2 separate regions of the Danio rerio genome follow, and region 1 is linked to region 2. Evidence: chromatin contacts called from public HiChIP or PLAC-seq data. All regions are on one chromosome and are shown on one strand. Each heading gives the region's core, a stretch centred on a gene start, on an enhancer-like site or on the middle of the called end of the contact. The rest is flanking DNA. Distances are from core to core; before and after follow the strand shown.

Region 1 (6,676 bases), core at 3,159-5,658, 180 kb before region 2:
CACACCAATTTACATGTTTTTGTAAATACTAGTATCTTATTTTTAATAAAAATTAAAACTATAGCAATGCATTGACTGTGTGACACAATTTATTTATGACATTTTCATGTCAATAAACCAAATGTATTGCATTGCTGCATTGGGCGTTTGGGTGTAGACAGCTTCTTTGACTACATTTACATGTACACCAATTGGCTGATTATTGTTTTGCTGCATTTTTATCACCATACATTCATAGCCAAACCAACAACGCAGTTTTAAAGATTTTATTGCGCCATGGTTTTTATTTACTTCCAGTGCAGAATGCTTGGTGGTTTCTTCTTGTCATCTCATTTTCACTGTTTCTAACCAACCCTGGGTTCGAGGAACCTCTTATATTTTCTTAAATATAGTACCTCTCCTTTTAATTTTCACAGTGCTATCCGATTCAGAACTTCTAAAGATGTTTTAGGCAGAAGAGACCTGAAACGCAGCCTTGCCCTAATGCAAACGCACCAAACTTCCTGCATAGCGCGCTGTGGTTACATAAAGGCTCGCAGCAGCTGAGCTTATGATGAGCCGTATCGTGCCCTGAAGTGACACCGCGGAAGGGGAGAATGGGAGGAGACGCGGCGGAGGCTGGCCGGTGTTCGGTTTCACCAGCTCACACGTGACCGCAATGGCTGCTCGTCTGTGCCGTGCGGTGCATCATTGCTCTGCCGCCCTGCGAATGTAGACTACAGCGGGATCCTTGCGTCGGTGAACTGTAGGAGCGGGCACTCACCACCCGCTGAAGCCAAATTCCTCCGCAGGCTCGCCCGGCGGAGAAGAACGACATTCGGCGGAGAAATTAAAGCATCTCGGGCTAGAACTTCCAGCAACCAGCACGGCGGTAGGAGGAGTCAACAGGTATTGGCGCTCTCTGTTTACGTGACAATACAATTGCTCGGCTTGACAGGTAGTCGCATTGATAGCGTCTTGACAGATGTGGAGCTGTGAATAGGCGCGTCTCTCAGCGCTCAGATGCGGTGTGCTACTTAACTGTTAAAGCCGCCCGTTGAGTTTGATCGAAACCACATACCGGGTAATAAAGCCCGGTATGCGGCAGCTGCGTAATAAAATGCGCGGTATTGTTCTCTCACCTGAATGAGCAATGTGTCATTGAGAGCTTTTGCAGCAGGTCCTTCATGCAAAGGCTCGCCAAGCTGCACTAGCTGTGTTGTTCCACTGAATTGTGTCGACTTTATTCATACTGTGTATATTTTTTACATTGGCAAAGACTGTGTGGATGTTTAAAATTGCAATCATATTATATGCTTGATTATACAGGCATGTATGGCATGTTGAGAGGGCTGTATGCACCATGCTATTATATCACAAAGCATTTAAAGTGGGTCACTTCATTCTACAAACAAAAGCAACAGATGCCTGTGTATAAGTAATTTCCTGCATGGATTAACTGCTTGAAATACTGTTTAAGGTCATTTGGGTATAGCTAAACTTGCATTTTGAGTACCTGAATACTGAGCAGAATCTGTATTCAGCTGACCTGAAAACTGCTAAAGTCACAGTTCACCCACCAATGAAAGTTTGCTGTTAATTAACTTCCTAGGGTGATTAAAAATGTAGGTATATTGTTATTCAAAACAACATTAAGTTTGATTTTTAGATGAAAATGTCCTCTAATTAATGAAACTTTGAGAATCCAAAACACAACATATGGGCTAAAATTTAAGTAAAGTTGTTTTTTATTTACACATTCTGACTTTCTCCTTAACAACACAAATAATTTTGTTTTCAAAAAGTATTCTTTGCAAATTTCAAATAGTGAAATCATTAATAGCGGCCAACGACTATCAAAGTACAGCAGTGTTCACACAGTCAAATAAATAGTGCTGATGTTGTTTTGAAGTCACATTTACATGATTTTAGGCTGAATATTCAAAGAACCATGGTAAACAATGTAGGAAGCAAGTCACAATTTGTTACTGAATGAATGTGCGAATATAAAACAAACTCTACCTCAATTAGTCTACAGGCAAAACAAAATGAATACCCATTGCTCCAGGAGATATATATCTATATATATATATATATATATATATATATATATATATATATATATATATATATATATATATATATATATATATATAATGAAGTCTAATGAAGCGAATATAAAACTGATCTTTATTTACAACTGTCTTTAATTTACAACCTCAATAAACTGTCCTGAGCATATTCACAATATAGCACAAACCTTATGTGGCATAATGACATTTGTGCAAATGCAAACTCATATGTTGGATGACACTGTTTATATATAGTAGGGAGGGAGGAAGTGCAATAATGCGTGTGTATTCTATATGTTGCAAAATATGCAGAAAAATATGATTATGGTCACGTTCATGAACTCAATCAGGAAGATTGACTTTCCACAGATTCTCAGTGTTTGATGTACTTTTAGGGCTTTTTGGAATATATTCAGATTTCTATTGCTGAGAGTCTGTTTCCCGCAGCTGTTGAATATTTTGGATTCTTTTTTTGTCAAACCCTGCCTGTATTAAATAAGATACAATAAGAAGCTTGATCAAGAACATCCCAGCAGACACACAATGCAATATGATGTTAATATTAGGTTGTATTTAGGTTGCCAGCGTCTAAGGACAATGTTATTCTGACCTCCAATAATGACGTTGATATTTTGTTGATTTTACGTTGTGTTAAAAAGTGACAAATCTAACGTCTAGCTAACCTCTTAAACCAACATCATATTGACGTCAAATACTGACATTTATTCGTCAGGTATGGCAACCGAAGTCCAACATTTGATAGGCATCATATTGGTAACACACAATGTCAAGCTGTAACATCATTAGACATTGATATTTGGTTGTTTTTTGGTTTCATTGAAAAGTAACTAAAATGCAACACCTGTCCGACGTTGGACATTGACAGTGGCCTGACGACGGGTTCTAATGTCAACTTGATTTTCATTTCCAAACAAAATGCAACATCCCGCGACCCTAGCATTCAACACCAGTCTGATGTCATGTTGACGTCTTGTGCCTGCTGGGATTCATTGAATGCAAACAAGTTGTGTGTAAGAGGCATGTGCACAAATGTTAAGTAGAATATTAACCTTATGCCTAAATTATGCAACGATGTAAAACGGGAGTTTAAACTCAGTCCTCCTGGAAAGCTCTTGTCCTGCAGAGATTAGCTTCAACTTGTGTAAACAAACCTACTTGGAAGCTTCTAGTAAGACCTTCATTGGCTTGCCAGGAAATGGAGCTAAACTCTTCAGGACAGTGGCCCTCCAAGACAGAGTTAAGACCACCTTGATATAAAAGAACTGCTGAAATTGTTATTTAAACCAGTTCATGCAAACTGTTCTAGAGCGAATATTTGCAGTTGCAGTGAGATATTTGACTTTTGATTATATTGTCAAATTAACTATTTTTAAAAGACTTTTAAAGAGGAGTTGATTCCCAATTTTTTCACTCTCGATTCTCAATGCCTCTGAATCAGTTCCCTTTGTAATAAACTTTCAGTCCATTACAAAGTATATGCCGTTATGAGACTGAGCCTGTTATGATGTCAATATCTGGTTTTGTGTTATCTGGAAGTAAAAAGGTTCTTTAGAGCATTATGAGGGGGAGATGTTAATGATGACCGAATAATAGTTTTATAGCGCACTATAAAATGCAGCAGTGAGGATAAAATGAGTCACATTTGTGATACATTGAAACTATACAGAATATGGTGAAAGAAGCTAGATGTTTTGGGTTAGTTCTGTTTTCGCTGCTAAATGGGAAGTTCTTCGACCATCTGTCTGCAATAGAAAGAGGAATGGGTACGATATTTGCTTCCTCATAGCGCTGCCACTTTCATGCCCGTTGTCTGCAGAGACGTATGCCACAAAGCTTGACATTTAGATTTTTCTGCTTATGAAAGCATGTGCATGCTCACCGTATCACCTCCTGCTGTGCGTGCTTCAAATCTTCCGTCAGGCTCTGTAATGTTCTCTGTCGTACCAAAATAGCAGGGAAGGAACACAAAGCTGACAGAATCGGTGCTATCCAATAAAGCCATCTTTGCTGTTTTTTTTCTTTTTCTTTTTCAGAAATCTGCTTTTTTTTGCACTGCTGGAAGTTGTCACGCCCCTCTGTAGTGCTCTGTTTTTTTATCTCCCTCCCTCTATCTTTCTCCACTGGATGGATTTTAGCATACTTTCTCATTAGTCATTTCAAATTGCCCGCAATATTGTAAATTGATGGAACAGATGATTATTCATTTTGGATCCCTGTCTTTAAAGGGATCTCTCACTCAGAAATGAACATTCTGTCATCAGTTACTCACTCTCATATCATTCCAAACCTATTAAACTTGTACTCATATTTGAAGCACAATTGAAGATTGTCCATTCATTTATGGTCTAAGGAATCTGCATTTTTATACTATATACAGGGTAGTTGTTAAAAGTTAGTCGTATAAATCAAAGTAATCCGGAGAGAGTTGATTGCTTCTTGAACAATATATATACAGTATATATGACTATATACCTAGGATGATGATGTCTTGATGTACTTGTAGCTTTCCAGTTTTGTTTGACTTTTTCATTTTCTGTCTTGTTTTCTCTTGAAAACCCTAATGAACACACAAACATAGAGCACATCTAATATGGCAAATGACTTTTCCTATTTTTGATGATGTCTGTGTAAGGGCTTTCGTCATTATGCAAATAGAGATGACATTTAATGGAAAAAGAAGAGTTTTTCTCTTCCAAAAGTTTTTTTTAAATTAAATTATGATCAGTATTCAGAGCTCAACAATAAGGATTGCCTAAGCGTGAAAGACGCTCGGGACAGTAAACAGGATCGTTACTGGCCCAGTTGGTTACTTCCTCAAGTCAAGAAACAGCTTGTGCTTTTAAGCCTTTAAGTGCTGTGTTCTCTGTGATGTCGTAAACACCATATTGCTATTTGTTTTTCTTATGTGATTGGATGTTGTGAGCACGTTATTTTGTTCCGTAACCAGGGGTCTGTTCTTCGTATATGGATTACTCAAATAGCTGGATTGGGTTATTAACGATTTGACACGATCCAGGATCGTTTCATCTTTTAAAACTGATCTGAGTTGTTGTCAAAGCAACAGGTCTGGTGGCTCAAACCTGCTCGGGAGCAGCCAAATTTCATATAAACAGTGTTATATTGTGTCATTCAAGGAAAGGTAATACTGAAAGTATGTACCGAATTCTGATATTTACTTGAAATATTAGTTATATATACTTATAAAATATAGTAAAATAGTTTTTAAAAGATTTATAAATAAAACTTGTGCCATCTGCACTCCGAGATAAAAGTACAAAGACTATCACAGGGTTGTTCTCCCCAAGGTGTTGGAAGAAAACATTAATATGGATACAAAACTTGTAGTATTTTAAGGTACCAACTTTAGTACAATTTGTGTATGATAATAGACATGCACACTATTCGACTGTTTTTTGAGAAATGATAATTTATGCAGTCATGCACATGTTGTGACAGTTAATATGATGGTGATTTGATGCTTTGCAAAAGCATTTGCAGACACCTTTACTGATATCTAAGCATTTTTAATGCAAAATTATTTTAAATAGCCAGTTATTCCTTAAGGCTGATTTATACTTCTGTGTCAAACGCACGCGTATGCAACAGTGTGGACGCATAGCCCTACGCCTTGGCCATCGGCGTCGCTGACGTTCACCTCTCAAAAAATGTAACTACACGTCGCAACGACGCGTAGCGCAAGCTCTGTGATTGGTCGGCTTGGAAGCGCTGACGAGTCTGGGCGGGACCAAGAGCAGCGCGAATAGCGCGACCCCGATGGTGCGATTGTTTACAAGTGTGGAGTCCTGTGAAGTAGCTCCAGATGGAAAGTTTTGTTTTGTGTTTACCTCATAGTTAAAGTTGTTGCACATCCGCTGGTTCCTGCCTCAAAATGAGCAAGTTTGAGCCACTTGTACATCCAGGAAGTGTTCAGGAAAAGCAAAACACCAGCGAAGAAACTCGACACAGAGGAACATTTACACCTCACTGCCAACTAGCGTTTCGGAAGTGTTAATGCAGACCAACTGAGACAGCGCGCAGAAGTATAAATGCACAGCTACACGCATTGCATTCGCCATGGGTTACGCCGGTCACTTGACGCAGTTTGTGCTGTCAGTTTGGCAAGTTAGCCACTTTTATTAAATAATTTATAACTGCAATAAAATACCTGCACATTTTCCATACTGCTCTTTTTATTTGCATAACACTTTGAATTTTGCTCATTATACGTTAAATAGCATTTTTTTACATTTAACATTTAAATTCTCGATTCAAATACCTTATTTTGACACATTATTTAAAATATGTGGCTAAGAAAAAGCTATTAATTAAATAAAAAATGTGGGGCACGTAAAAATCTGAACCATTAGCCAGTCGAAGAAATCCTTGGCGTTGAACACCGTTATTGAAAATTAATAAGAGATATTAAGTGTTGATATGGTGACATACTGAATACATTCAAGCACATAAAATGAAATGCACTCATATGCAAACTATTTAAACTATTGCTCAAACTATTTTGTCTGTGAAATGTGAGGTTTCTTTTTTAAACACGTTGGCATATTACCATGCTCTCTCCCCCTTACTAACACATGATGTCACTCAAA
Region 2 (6,466 bases), core at 74-2,573:
ACGTTTTAGTTTTGGATTAGTGCCTTAAATTAATATTTAGTAAATAAACTGTTAGTTAAAATCTTGCCAGTGTTTCCGGTTGAAACCTAAAGCGGTTATAAAGTACTAAAATATAGGTAAAGGTCCTAAAAGGTATTTATTTTCACTCTATTTATTGTATTCATTATTGTATATATGCTGTTACACTTCTTTCAAAACCTTGATAATATAATTGGCAGAATCGTAGAAAAGCAGAATTAAGATTGTGTGTAGAGTCGAATCGATTTTTTGCATGTATAGCATTCATCAAAGTTGTAGATTTGACTTTTTATATGCCGCTACTGTTGTTCCCAGATTTTCTCCACTGAGCTTGTTGCAATGCAATATAGGACAAGCTTCACAATGGGGAAACATTGTAAATGCTACATTTACATGGTTCAAGTGGTCCAATTTTAGTATCTCACTTCAGTTTTTTTTTTCTCTTTTCCTCCCCTCCCATGTGGCACAGATCAGATATGACCCACTAATGTGTAATCAAGAACAAAGGCACACAGATTTAGTTATTCTCAGTTGGTTTCAGGCCTAATTTTTACTGTGGAAATTAATTCGATATGAATCGTATACTTTTATTTGTGTCTGCCATGCATGTGAGTGGGTACGGTGAATGACGTCCTCTGTCATTGGTGGTGAATGATGTCAACTCGGCTGGATGCCAGCCATGTTCATATGATGCTTTTCAAAGGCACAGTGGAGGACGAAGGTTAAAGCCACCAGAGTCATGTTGAAGCATTGTTTTTTCTGACCTTTAAAGATCAAGTTGTGGCTTGTATTCTCATTTTGTCTGCACCAATTGCAAATCATACCATTTTTAACCTATTTTTCAGCCTAAGATTTTATGGGTCAATATGTTATGCTGGTTTGCTAGTGTATAATGAATAGGGATTGCTTTTAATAGGAAACTGAATAATTACTTTATTTAAAAATAAAAAAAAAAGAGTAATATATTGTTCATCAAGACCTGCAGTATACATGAGACTATTTTATTCCTTAGGAAGGCAGCTCACTAAATCTTCACACCTAACAGAGTACAATAACTTTAATCTTACGCACAGCCGCTTTTAGTCACACCAAACAGACAGGCGGCCCTATTTTGATCTAATGCTCTCTTTTCTCCAAATCCAGTGGAAATGGAGTGCACACTTCACACAAACACCAACACACACAGGCTCCTCCGTTGTCTCAGTGCGCCTGGGGGTTTGTGCTCATGTCCAGGATTAGTGGAGACACTAAAGAGGCTTAGTGCTCTGCCAATGGGAGCCACAGCAGACATCAAACCATTTCCTTCCTGCTACATTCGGTTCACAGGATCTCCCCAGCAGGTCAGGGCTGGGTCATATTGTGGTACACAGAGGTCAGATGATGCCCAGTGAGAGATTAGGATCACAGATCAGCCCTGTGTCCATAATGTCCTCTAGCTCTTTCACATATGCATTTTTTTTAATCCTATTCCTGCATCTCGGACAAGAATTTTCTTCCAAGTTTGAATCTGGATAAGTCTTTTTTGTTCTTGCTGTTAATAAAGGCTGATAGAAGCAACAACACTTTCTTATACCAAATAGCAATTGATTTTGCTTCCCAAATGACATCTGATCGATGGGTGATTTGCTTTTGTGCACTCATAGATTTTTTTTCAGTGTCGATCATGTGTAGAGCATCCACCAATTCCTAAATAGTCTCTCTGCTGTAGTATGTAGTAATGTAGTAACAGTTACATGTTGAGAAAGGTAAACAGATGAGATGAAATTGCTTTGTTAAATAATGGGGTCGGTGCAGTGTTAATGCAAGCTACATCTGCCACTGTCAATAATATCAACAATGTTGGAAAGGAAGTAAAACCAGCAATGCTTACATTTTTACAATAACAACATCATTTTTACATAGCGATTTTGCTACCCTTACAATTTTGGGGATCAACTTTTTATTTTTTTGTCCCTTTCTTTACCAAGGCTGCATTTAATCATTCATTCATTTCCCTTCGGATTAGTCTCTTTATTTATCAGTGGTCACCACAGTGGAATGAACCACAAACTTATCCAGCATGTTTTTATGCAGTGAATGCCCTTCCAGCTGCAACACTGCAGTGGGAAACAGCTATTCACTAGCATTCACACACATACACGGGCCAATTTAGTTTATCCAATTTACTGCATGTCTTTGGACTGTGGTGGAAACCCATGCAAACATGGGGAGAACATGCAAACCCCACACAGAAAAGTCAGGGCTCGAACAAGCAACCTTCTTGCTGTGAGGCCACAGTGCTAACCACTGAGCCACAGTGCTGCCCCTGGGTGCATTTTTTAAGCAATAATACTGTGACAAAATAGTGTGAAACGTTTTTGGTACCATGACATGTTTTTCAGAATTAAGCCACATCTTGATTAGAAGATGCACCAGATCAAAGAGTCGTCACATGGGTGTTTTGTAGATTCTTTCAGAAACCGTGTAAAATAGGCTGCTGGAAAAAAATGTCTCATGGTAATGAAACAACAATATTTTGAAATTAAATGAACACTAGCATTTTCAGCAGCCATTGCTCAGAGTATCTGTTCCCTTTTCTTTTAATGGCCCACCGCTGCGGCCCGTAATCCAGTGGAATTACCCAGATGCCCCTTTGTTGCCAGAGCATTCTTCACACCTTGTGATGATATTGAGCCTCATTCCTGTGGCTTTCAGACCTGAGCAGTGGCGGCACAGAGCAGAGAGTGAAGCAGGTTGAGAAAAAGAGGCCTTTTGATTGTGGATTGGTGTGACATTTGTCATGGGTTTGTTATCAGTGAATCAGCTCTTCAGGTGAGACGGCAGTCGGCTGTACAAAGGGTACCGTTGGCCAGATTTCACGCATTCCTTTTTTTTTTGGGACAGGATGAAGCGAATGCTTCATATTTCTTGTAAACTGTGTAAAAAAAATGTGTGGCCATATTTCAGTACAGCACATACAAAGTATGTAACAACTGCAAGAAGAATTTTCTGTAAGAGCACTAGTTTTCAAAATGTGTGAAATTATTTTAGTTCAAAGTGGAATTAAAAGAAAATGTGCAGCATTGAACTTCATACAATGTGCATGTACCTTAGCGACTAACCTGCAGATGCTGTATTCGGTGGAAGCTTTTTCATCTGAATCTACCACAATGACCTCCAACAATGACCTCCAGAAGATCAGAGCTGGCATGAATTAAACATGGCCGATGAATGAGAGCTCCTCTGTAGGGAGATCAGGCCTCTGGGCAGCGCATTAGAAAGCCATTTCAGCTCTGCGAGGCGAGCACACGTTCTGTCACACATCTGCCATGCTCACCTTTTCCTTTATTACTTTTTCATAGCTGAGACCGAGTGTGAGAGGGACGCGTCCTTTCAGCATGCAGGACATGTCCTTGGACAGCTTTTGGTGAAATGACATGAGTGTTTTTATATGGCAGCTGCTGGACAGACCTGTCAAAAGCACACGTACACTAAAAGCTTCACTGGGTGCCCTGACTGATATGTTGAAGGCTTTTCCGCTAAAAGCCTTTGGGATTATTGTTTCTAGAGCACAAAGGCTGGATGTTGTTTTTACTGTAGGCTTGCATTGAAAACTGTACCATGACTAGAATGCAAATTCAGAGAAATGCAGTACTCTCTATAGCTAAGTTTGAGATTGATAGAAGTTTCAGTAAGACTTTTTTTTTTAATGCAGTTCAAATGTTTTAGCTTGATATTAGTTTCATATTAGTTTTCAATGCAGTTATTTTAGAAAAGCAACAAGTATTTTTACAATTGCAGGATCAGTTAACCTTACTGAATGAGTATTTTGTATCATCTCTTTTGTGTGTTCACATGGCAAATGCAGAAATTGTTATTATGTATGAAATTAATGAAAATTCTATATATTTCTGACTGTATTTATTATTATTCTTACTATGGTATTGCGTTTTTATATTGGCTGTTTTTCAACTATCAGCCGAGGCATTAATTTTGAGATTACCAGATTGTTGTATTTGTGTCAGTTAGTATTTTGGAATCATCCATCTCTTCTAATAACATCTGTAGCAGTGTAGCTTCTAGAATCCATTTCAGATGCGAAACCATCTGTTTTATAAAATATTTCCGCCACAAATCTGTAGAATGCAGGGATTCCTCTGGATCTTGTTTTTCTTATGGATGCTTTGAACCCACATACTGTGTTTCCCAGTCAGCGACTCCTGCACACACACACACAGAGAGAGAGAGAGAGAGAGAGAGAGAGAGAGATGCTGATACCCATGTGCCCAGCGGCAGTCACGAGTGAAGCTTTCACTGTCTAATCCTCTGCCAGAGCGCCGTGGTTGCAGCACAGCAGCTGAAATCTCTTCCACAAGCCTACGCACGCAGTGTTTGACGTCTGCTCTTTGATTGTATGTGGCTTCAGCTGCATCTTTTTAGCCGTTCATGACCTCTGACTGACTCTCTGCCCTCGAGAGTCTGACCAAGCAGTAATTAAGATCAGCAGAATAATGTGAATCTCTCATTTGCATCCCTCCGCTTGAGTCTATGAGGGTTAAGCTCTGCTGGGTATTAGCCAATGGGAACCTCTGGGCACTTGAACTGGGAGATAATACCCAGCAGCCATAACACTGCTCAATCCAAGCTGAGCTCAGCTGGCCATTATGCCAAGAAATGAAGTGTTTGGGTGCCTGAGAGAGTCGTGTTTATGCCACGGTTGTTTATTTGTGTTTTTGTGTGTTTGTGTATAGCAAAGATGCGCATACATGAATATCTGGTGAATCATAAGTGGGTTTATGTAACCGTTCCTTCGCAGTCGTGATGACTTTTGGGGGTTGGTGTTAATTCGCATGAGTGTGTGTCATTTGTGCATCTTCCAGCTATAGTAAACCTTCATGTTTGCATTTCTCCTCAGGGTTTTTTCCGGAGAAGCATTCAGAAGAACATGGTGTACACCTGCCACAGAGAGAAGAGCTGTATCATCAACAAGGTCACCCGAAACCGCTGCCAGTACTGCCGACTGCAGAAGTGCCTGGAAGTGGGCATGTCTAAAGAATGTAAGTGTCTTGGGTACTACACTGCATGCGTGCTACATGACCAAAAATATGTTCATGAAATGACTTGAAGTCATAGTAAGGTTTTGGGAGACTATTATCTTGCTATAGTACCATACCCAGAGGAAACCCATGCGAACGTTGGGAGAACATGCAAACTCCACACAGAAACGCCAGCTGGAAGTCTGGTACATGTTTGGCAGTTGGCCAAAATACATTGCATGAGTCAAAATTATTATATATAAATATATATATATATATATATATATATATATATATATATATATATATATATATATATATATATATATAATAATTTTATTATATATATATATATATATATATATATATATATATATATATATATATATAAAAATAATATATATATTATTATATAATATATATTATATAATAATATAATTTTATTATAATAATATATATATATATATATATATATATATATATATATATATATATATATATATATATATATATATATATATAATTTTATTATATATATATATAAAAATAATATATATATTATTTTTTTTTTTAAATAATTAAAATATTATGTAAATATTATGCCCCATGCAGATATTTTGTAAGTTTCTTGTTAGAAATGTATAAGGTGATGTTTTGTTTTTTCAATTCCAGATTTTCAGGTGGACGTACAGTATCCCAACTAAATATTGTCCCATCCTAACATGCACCAATTACATAAAATTATAAGTGTACAAAATTTCAGCATATCTTAGCAATATGTTGCTATAACATAGCAATTTTTTATTTTTTTTTACTGTTATTGATGAAATAAATTCATTCCCGTTGAGCCAAATAGTACAGTTTTACTGCTTTATACTATAGCCCAATCCCAATTCTACCCCTTAGCCTTCCCCCTAACCCTCGTTCGTGTGAAGGGGTTGGGGTGTTCCAATTCTCTTAAGCTTGGAGGTGTAGGGCTAAGTGTAATGGGTGGATACCCTTTCGAACTGAGATTTTTCAGGACCACACTGAAAACAAAGGGGTAGAAAATTACCCAGAATACACCAGCCACAACAACAGCATAGCTTGACCTGGAAGGAGATCAAGTTAAATTAGTAGGAGATCAAACAAACATTTTTTGTTAGTATTACAAATTTTTACAACAAAACAAGCACATGTTTTAATACATTCATAACTGTGTTTGTGTTTTACTGTCATGCGTTTAAAAAACGCTAAAATAAAAACTGCTAAGTTTTGATATCTTTAATCCATAATAATAACTCTTGTATATCAGTCCCACACCATTCTGACACTTAATGACACTGGAATCCCCTATCAGAAAAGTCTAGTGACTGGGAATCAGCTTTTTACAGTGTCTGGTATAATGTTAATGTTGTGTTTTGTGTGTTTACATAGATTAATATGGCCACTGT

Evidence for each region. HiChIP or PLAC-seq counts read pairs in DNA pulled down with a chosen protein or histone mark.
Region 1: a contact with region 2 is called in an H3K4me3 HiChIP or PLAC-seq map of embryo, with 5 times the contacts expected there. The contact joins two enhancer-like sites. A contact is called at or near these places in 1 of 18 Hi-C or Micro-C datasets (caudal fin) and 2 of 4 datasets of contacts at active chromatin or transcription factors (caudal fin and embryo).

Annotation. Positions count from the first base shown.
Region 1 is chr3:32,062,968-32,069,643 of GRCz12tu, reverse strand. It overlaps a transcript of rarab not described here. Among named protein-coding and RNA genes, the nearest start is that of hspb9, 44 kb to the left of the region's middle. Within about 2 kb of position 4,408, at least 4 of the 62 cell types and tissues checked have an H3K27ac peak or open chromatin away from gene starts, as enhancers often do.
Region 2 is chr3:31,881,893-31,888,358 of GRCz12tu, reverse strand. rarab (retinoic acid receptor, alpha b) reads left to right here. Exons shown (of 8, transcript NM_131399.1): 3 at 4,913-5,054. Among named protein-coding and RNA genes, the nearest start is that of rarab, 37 kb to the left of the region's middle. Within about 2 kb of position 1,323, at least 10 of the 62 cell types and tissues checked have an H3K27ac peak or open chromatin away from gene starts, as enhancers often do.